Linked DNA regions of Mus musculus: region 1 is linked to region 2. Evidence: chromatin contacts called from public HiChIP or PLAC-seq data. All regions are on one chromosome and are shown on one strand. The core of a region is the stretch at or near the end of the contact, and the rest is flanking DNA. Distances in the headings are between cores, read along the strand shown. Region 1 overlaps Abca4 (ATP-binding cassette, sub-family A (ABC1), member 4). Region 2 has its middle 11 kb from the start of Gm34050.

Region 1 (3,897 bases), core at 521-3,020, 200 kb after region 2:
CCAACTTCAGCCAGGCCAAGCTATAGCGACAGAACCTCAAGCACTAGCCTGGAAATGTCACCAAGTGGCATCTCTGGTGTTGAGTGGGGAATAGGCTTCTTAAATTCTGTGGGACAATTTAAAAGTTGCCACAAGGTCAGTATTTTTCCCATGAATTCTCTTGAAGGCCTCAGGTTCAAAGAGGTGTCTCCTCAAAAGGCCAGCTCTATACTGCTAAGATGGTCACTTTTGTCTGTCTGGCCTCATTTGCAATTTTGTAAAGCTCAAGAGGCAAGAGCTCTCAATAGCAAGGCAATTAAAATGAGAACAAAGCAGAAGGCCATAAAAAGGAAATCTTCTATGTTATTTTTACATGCTCAGCAATACTTCTCCCATACTCTGCCTTGCCTCTCCTCTACATAGAAGCCTTTGTGTTAGAATAAGACAATAGAAGTTCAAGCCTCCTGGCTTGTTTAGTGAGCCTTCACGTCTCAATCAGTAATCATTAAAAATCTGACATGATCTGAGACTAAGGCCAAAGAGCCTGTGGAATTCTTAATTTCTGAGACATAATGTTCTTCTTCCCAAGGACACCCTGCAGCACCCAACCGTCAAAGACTTCATAAATAGGCAGCTCGGAGAAGAAGGCATTACCACCGAAGCCGTATTAAACTTCTTCTCTAACGGTCCCCAAGAGAAGCAGGCTGATGATATGACCAGCTTTGACTGGAGGGACATATTCAACATCACTGACCGATTCCTACGCTTGGCTAATCAATACCTGGAGGTAAGAGACAGCAATCCTCCTGAGGACCATAGTGAGCCTCTTAAAGATAACGTCATGGGTGAGGCTAGAGACCTGTTAGCCAGTCAGCTGGTGTTGGATTCAGTCTTTCATCCTTCCCACATAGACATAAGGGTCCACGGCCATCTGACAGCATCTTCTCTTCTAGACTTGCATGCAATTGTCCTCACCTCTCGCTAACTTCATGACTCCTCTGGCTCTCTCCTTTTCCCTTTCAGCACACATCCATTCCTAGATATCTCCTGTCTGCCATTGTTCCAATGACCTTCTGTTGGCCAGTATCCACCAAACCTTGAGTCTGAGTCTCGTCGATTACTGGACACCCTTACTCCAAAGTCTTAAGGGCATGTCAGATTCAGCATGTGTCAAAAAATAAACTCATGTTCTCCTTTCCTAGTAAATTCCTGCACTTCTAGTGCCAATTAATTTCAGTAGCCTTTTCAGATTCTTAAGCCAAGAACTTCATCTTTAATTTTCCTTTCTCTTTCACTGTCAGAGAGAGTGGTTCTAGACCGAGTATTACATGGTGCCACTTCTGTGCTGCATGTTTTTGTATCCACATGCCTTATCTCGTCCCCCAGCAATCCCATAGAGCATGTAGTGTTATCGCTGCCAGTACATAGACATAGAAGCCAAGGCTTAAAGAGGTTGAATAAGATCCCACAGCCATTAGGAGTACCAAACAGAGTCCAAATTTGGGTGTGCCTGAATTCAGAGCCAGCCCTGATGACCTCTTTCTTCCCCTGCCACGCCCAGTCACGGTGCTCTGTCTGTTTTCGACCTCCCAATTATCTCTCAACTCTACATCTTGCTCTCTGGGCTCTGGAGGGCTTGAGGCCTTGTACCAGCCTGTCTGAGCAGCTTTCTCCCTGGATTCCAGGGTTTGCGCTGTGTTAATCCAGGCATCCCTCCACGCAGACACCAGCATCACATTCCAAACACACATCTGCTTGCATCACTCAAATGTTTAAAGCCCGAATGACTCAACGCAGAAGCATCCAGCCTGTTTCTCTCCATTGGTAATGCCTCAGCTGCTGACAGCCCTCAGCACTCATCCTTGCACCAGAAAATTCCACAGAAGGAGGGGAACGCCTTTCTCACAGCATAAGCAATACCCCCAAAGGGCCTCCTCCCACGCCCCACTCCCTCTATCAGACTTCTGGGTCTTAATGCCTGGGGAGGGGAGTAGTTCTGACTGGGAGGCCTGGAACACATGCCACTGTGGGGGACTTTAAGCAAGATTCCTATGAAGTGAGGGAGGCATTGTCCCAAAAGAAGATGAAATGTGTGTCTGCTCAAGCCTATAGTGACTTTTTCTTTTGCTACCATCTACCTGTTCATTCTTGTTTGTTTTCTTTGTGGTACTGGGGGTAGAACCCAGGGCCTCATACAGGCCAAGCAAGTGCCCCACCACAGAGCTGCTGAGTCTCTTCAGTCCTACACATCTGCAATTTGAGACTTTGCCCTCAGGTCTTCCTTCTGCTGTCTCACAGGCTTGGAAATTCATTCCTTCATGATCTGCAGCCCTCCCCTCAGACCCTTCAGGCTCCTTTTCAAGTTCAAGTAGGAATAAGCTGTCTGTGTGTCCATCTCGGGCTTGACCGTCAAGATGGGTTACCTGGCATTAGTGGGCACATTTTAGTCATCTTCAGAGCTCAACCTCACAGCCTCCAAGATTTTCACACCTAAAGGTTGATCGCACCCAATGGGCTGGGCCTCAGCCTCCAAAAAACTAAGGCCATTAGGAGGCTGAAGTTTCTTCTAGAAACTGGAAAGGGAGTTAATCCGAGGCCTCTAGGAATGAGCTCTTCTGTCCCAGATGGTGAGTCCTCAGAATAACTCACTGGTGAGAAAAGGCCTGGCTCTGTGTTCTTGGCTGCTCTTGAGGACTCCCGCTGCCCCGGGGCCACGGCATTCCCTAGACCCTCCTTCTCTAGAACCCTGACGCTGACATCACTGCACACGCTCCTGAGGCATCTTCTTAGCTAGTACGAAGCATGGTGGCCGAAGCACCCGAGTTGAAGCAATCCCCATCTTACCTGAAGACAATAATGACCTTGGATGCTTTTTCTAAAACATATTCTGAGCACCAACCCAGACCAGCTGACTCAGAAGTCCCCTTGATTGCCCTGGTACTGCACGTATACTTACAGATCTGGGGCATTTACAGTGACCAATTGATCTCTTCCTTTCTTGCAGTTAAGCCCCCATCCCCAGGCCCACCATTGCTACCGCTGCCCCGTTGTCTTAATCTTAGGCAGACAGAGCCTGCGCATGGGTATGGGTCTGCCAGAGAGCTGATTTGCTCCTATACTGGTTCTCAGCAATGGTTTTGTGAGGTATAGGAAGAATAACTCTTGTCTTTGACTTGACTTTGTATTGTGTATGAAAAATTCCTTTCTTCCTTCTCTCCTTCACTCCCTTCCCCTCCCTCCCTTTGTGTTTCCCTCTCTCCCTTCTTTCTTTCCTTCCTTCCACACCCTACCAACTGACCTATATACCCCAGCCCTAAAGGAATTGTTTTTTTCTAAGCATCTTGTGTTTAATACAGTAGCAATAGATGCGTAATGAGTGTCATTCTCTTAAACAGTTAAGAATTAAGTCTCTGGGTTGAGATTTCGCTAGACTCAATTATCTACTGTTTGTTCCTCCGTCTGCATAGTTGTGAAATGTGGATTTTAGGAGTATTGACCCGATACTTGGCTGGTTCTGATAATTAAATGAGCTATTTCATGCAAGACACTGTCATATAAGAAGCACTAATCACTGTCAAATCTTAATCGAAGTACCAAAGAACCTGGCCTAAGTGGAATCTGGCCCCCAGCTGGTGGTGAGCTCTGTGCTCATGAAACTGCTGACCATATATCTAGTTTCTCAGCCACTGTGACTTCCCCAGGGCTTTGACGTACAGATCACTGTGACCAAGAGTCAGTGGCCTCCCCGTGGGGACCCCTACAAGGCTTTTGATAAAGGCTGTGGTAATGATTCGGTTTCTTATCATATTGCCCTTGGGTGGGGGTGGTAGTGGTGAGGGAAGCAAAGAGTTAAGGGACAGGAAGGAGAAGTCAGAGTGGGAGAGACAGTGAGGGACAGGGGCCACAGCGGTCTGCCTC
Region 2 (3,989 bases), core at 225-2,724:
TTAAAGGTGTGTGCCATCACTGCCCAGGTCAAATTCTTATTTTTATGAAACAATCTCACTTCCCCTTTCCACTCCACCCTATCATTATCTTTGGTTATAGAATGTGCTATGATCTTAAATAATCTTGATACTCATCACAATAACTTTCAAATGCCTTTACAGTTCTTATCTTGTTTTCCTAATATTTTTATCTAAGGCTAATACCTGCGCTTCTTGTGTAAGTTGGCATAAATATTTTCCCACCCAATCCAACCTTAGATGTGTGGTTTTTTTTTTCCAGGCTGAGCGTGGAGAGGGAAAAATTGAACAATTGCTCTGTTCTCACAATAACTTTGCAGACATTCTGGTATTCATATCAACCATGGAGCAATCAAAGAACGCCGTGAATAAAGCTATCTGCTTCAGAGCGAGACTTTGGGAGATAAAGGGGTTAAAATATGAGCTCCAGAACCCAAGAAAAGCAGCATTTCTCAGGGACTTCTATCGATTCCTCTGGGCCTGGGGGGGTGGGGGGTGGGGGGGGGGCAGGCCTCCTTTGTCGCAGGCCTGTTTCCTCTGATTGTCATTCATTCTGTATTCCTTCCTGCTCCTCTGTCATGGCTAATTGTCACACACACACACACACACACACACACACACACACACACACACACACACACACACACTGCAGGCTTTTAATTTCCTCCTGTTAGAGCCGGAACACTTCCTCAGCAATTTCTGACCCAGCAGGCTGGTTTCATTTCTACTCTCCCTTGGTTTGCCTGCCACCAAAATGGAAGTCCTGTTTCCTCTGTGGCTGCAACCAAACCCAGTCATTCTGGGACAGTCGTGGCGATAGGGAACTATGGCTAGCCTGGGTTCTGTGGTCATTTTAATGGACGTCCAGTTAGACCCACCGGTAAGGTTGGAAGCTGCCAGGGTTCACCATGGTCGCCTCAGCTCATCCTCCCAAACAGCCTTTTGGTTCATTTTATCACACACATATATATCTTCCAAATGAAAATTGTAATTTATTCTATGTAGCACATCCATCCACAAGAGAAATTTTCCAAGTGACATTTTGAGCAAGCCTCTTTTCAGAGAAAAAAAAAGACTGCGCTCCCCCCCCCCACCTCCACCCCCCACCCCCCACCTCCCACCGGGTCCTAAAGCCCAGGGGTAAACTAAAGACCTCCACCACGACTCGCAGACTCACCAATTGCCTTTGCCTTGGATTACAAACTGAAGCTTAATTTCTACAACCACAGCCTCTAAAACAAGCAAACAAGCTCCTTCCATCTATTAGACTGGAAACGGGGGGTTTTATATTAAATATGGAGCATTAGACAATGACACAATGTGGCGCAAACCCACTGATGATATGCGGCTCTCTTCCCGCGTGGCACTGATGCTTCTGTTCGCTTTTAGTGTAGGGTAAAGGGCCTGGAGTGTCTTCTGATGAAGTGGACTGGCCGCTTTTGTTTTAAGGATCTGATTACACCTGACAGAACTGAAACCGGACTCTGGCACAGCTCAGCCAAGCCTTATCTCCCACCAGCCACTCACTGCAGGAATGTCACTGACGGTGTCACCTTTGATTTCCCTTTGTACAATGCTTAGCATGGCAACAACAATTTAAAACAAAAAACAAAAACAAAAAAAAACCACAAAGCAAAAAGTTACTTTTCCCCTTCAAATTAGTTCCAAAATGACTTCTCCTTTCCACTTTTTTTTTTTAAAAATATGGGTCATCGCTATAAGATTTTCTTTTGAGTTTAATCTTGATGTCCCTGGGGAGAGAGTCTCATCGTTCAAGAATAATCTCATTTATTAAAAATCTGCCTAAGACAATGGTTCACATAACCTGGACTGGGGCAGTGATTTTGTGGTATTTGGACCCGGTGTCTACAAAAATATTTGTACACCAGATGCTGAAGTGTTTAGAGCAATCATCCCAAACAAGTTTTAAACGTTCACACACATAAAACACGGTAGGCAGAGAATGAGCATCACCAGTTTTTTTCCCATTGGTGCCGCATGAGTAATGCTTATTACTGGGTAGGAATTGTAAGGCACTGTCAGGTCTGAAAACTGCAAGTAGCGCTGAAAATATTTTCTCCTCTGTATAACACAGGCCGTAAGTACAACTCACTTTAACAGCTCGCCAACTAACTGCGCATGGCTTCTAAGAGCTTAGTTATAATGAAGCGTTTGCTGCGTAGACATGAGGACCCTAACCCAGATTCCGGAGGCCGTGAGAAATAGCGCAGTGTGGTGGAGATACACTTGTTGTTCAGTGTTTAAGGGGGCAGAGACAGCCACATCCCTGGGCTTTGCTCATCAGCAGTCCAACGTGATGAGAAAGCTCTAGACTCACTGAGATCCTGTCTCAATGAACCAAGTGGCTGAGCAATGACACCCAGGGCTCACCTCAGACATTCACTTGTATGATTACTGTACAGGCATGTGTGCACGCACTTAAAATCATCCTGCCGGTGACACTGTCTGGTCTGAGAGGAAGCCTGGTTAGACTGGATCAGCAGCCCACCGCCCCAGCCATAAATCCAAAATGGCTTCTCCCCAGGTTGATGTCAGGTTTTGTTGTTTTCTTTCGTGATGGAGACTAGAACCCAGAACTTTGGGCATGCTAAGTGGGTACCACTCAGGACATCTTCTTAAGCTTTTGACTTTGGTTTCAACAGTCAGTTCTCAGCTATGTGCTTTACAGGATGGGGAGGTGTACAAGGGCAAAAACTAATAGGAAAACTAAGTTTTTTATAGCTGGGGAATTTGCGGTATGTTGGTGGGAGGGCTGTCACTGATGTCACAGACTGTGGCCCTGCTCCATTAACCCTGGTTGATCATTTGTTGTCATATGAGAGCAGAGGAGGACTGTCTTCTGAAGATAACCTAGCGCTTGCTTGCCCATGGGTACACCTAGGTCTATATCTTTCCAAGGATGAGTTCAGGCGGGCATCTGGCTTGTTTGGAATCTTGGTTTTTTTTTTACAAGTGGATACCAAGCTCTTAGGTGCCACCCTGTGTCTAATCAGCAACACAGAGTTTTGCCATGTGGCTGCCAACAAACCTCATGCCTGACATTGCTGATGCTCCTTCTTATGTAAGCCTGATGGGAGATGGGACATTTACAGAGCAATGGAGGTAGTCCTATGTTCTTTAAGCAGTACATGTATTTATTTACTTTTCTATTTGTGTGTGCACATGTCAGGATATGCTTTTGGAAGTCAGAGAACAACCTGTGGGAGCTGCTTCTCTCCTACGACGTGAGTTCCAGGGAAACAAACTCAGGTCACCAGACTTGGCAGCAAGCACCTTTACCCACCGAGCCATCTCACTGACCCTGGCCATCCACGTCTTTAAGGCATTTTAAATCTTATCCTGAATCAACTCAGATAATTAAAGATCAGCATGCTTGAGAGACATCATCTTGCCCCTCAGAAGAACTCAGTTGTAGAGTCTCTCAGTTGGACAATAAGTGCTAACTCGAGGCTCCATGATTTAATACAGAGCAAACAGCGAGTGAAAACTCACTGACTTTAAATGTTAATTTTGACACTAGCGACACAGTAACAATGAATGTCTATTAAGGGAAAACTAGTTCTTTCTCGTCAAGAGGTTGAAATCCTCAGCCTAACATTTCAGTCAGGAAGGTAGGCCCACCCCCTAGGAAGGTAGTGTCACTGTAAGCTACGTGAAGGATACAGGCGGAATGCTTACCCCTTTAGTGAGATGGTATGCTCTTCCTCCCCAGAGCCCCGCCCTTAGTCTACACGGCTGCCCGAGGTTCTTTGACCCTGTACACCTAAAGGTGTAATTTGCTCTTTTTCTCTTTTCTGAATCTCTTTGGAAACAGGCTAGAACCTAAGCTTTGCTTTGCTTTGTTTTGTTTTCTGGAATTTTGAGCTTTCTTTACTCTTTCCCTAAAGCCTCCCTCTCTGCCATGTTGCTGCCTGGCTGCTGCCGTATGGCTAGCCTCCGTGCCAGTTAAC

The links. HiChIP or PLAC-seq counts read pairs in DNA pulled down with a chosen protein or histone mark.
Region 1: a contact with region 2 is called in an H3K27ac HiChIP or PLAC-seq map of heart atrium, with 5 read pairs. The contact joins two enhancer-like sites. A contact is called at or near these places in 4 of 484 Hi-C or Micro-C datasets (the Ba/F3 cell line, the HPC-5 cell line, bone marrow-derived macrophages and 1 more), 5 of 115 datasets of contacts at active chromatin or transcription factors (embryonic basal ganglia, embryonic fibroblasts, heart atrium and 2 more) and 2 of 9 other capture datasets (adipose tissue and liver).

Annotation. Positions count from the first base shown.
Region 1 is chr3:122,086,726-122,090,622 of GRCm38.p6, forward strand. Abca4 (ATP-binding cassette, sub-family A (ABC1), member 4) reads left to right here. Exons shown (of 50, transcript NM_007378.1): 11 at 569-766. Among named protein-coding and RNA genes, the nearest start is that of Gm40138, 38 kb to the right of the region's middle. Within about 2 kb of position 1,771, at least 101 of the 459 cell types and tissues checked have an H3K27ac peak or open chromatin away from gene starts, as enhancers often do. A contact at or near this core is called in adipose tissue and heart atrium, where this site is marked.
Region 2 is chr3:121,890,072-121,894,060 of GRCm38.p6, forward strand. No RefSeq gene overlaps it. Among named protein-coding and RNA genes, the nearest start is that of Gm34050, 11 kb to the right of the region's middle. Within about 2 kb of position 1,475, at least 35 of the 459 cell types and tissues checked have an H3K27ac peak or open chromatin away from gene starts, as enhancers often do. A contact at or near this core is called in adipose tissue and heart atrium, where this site is marked.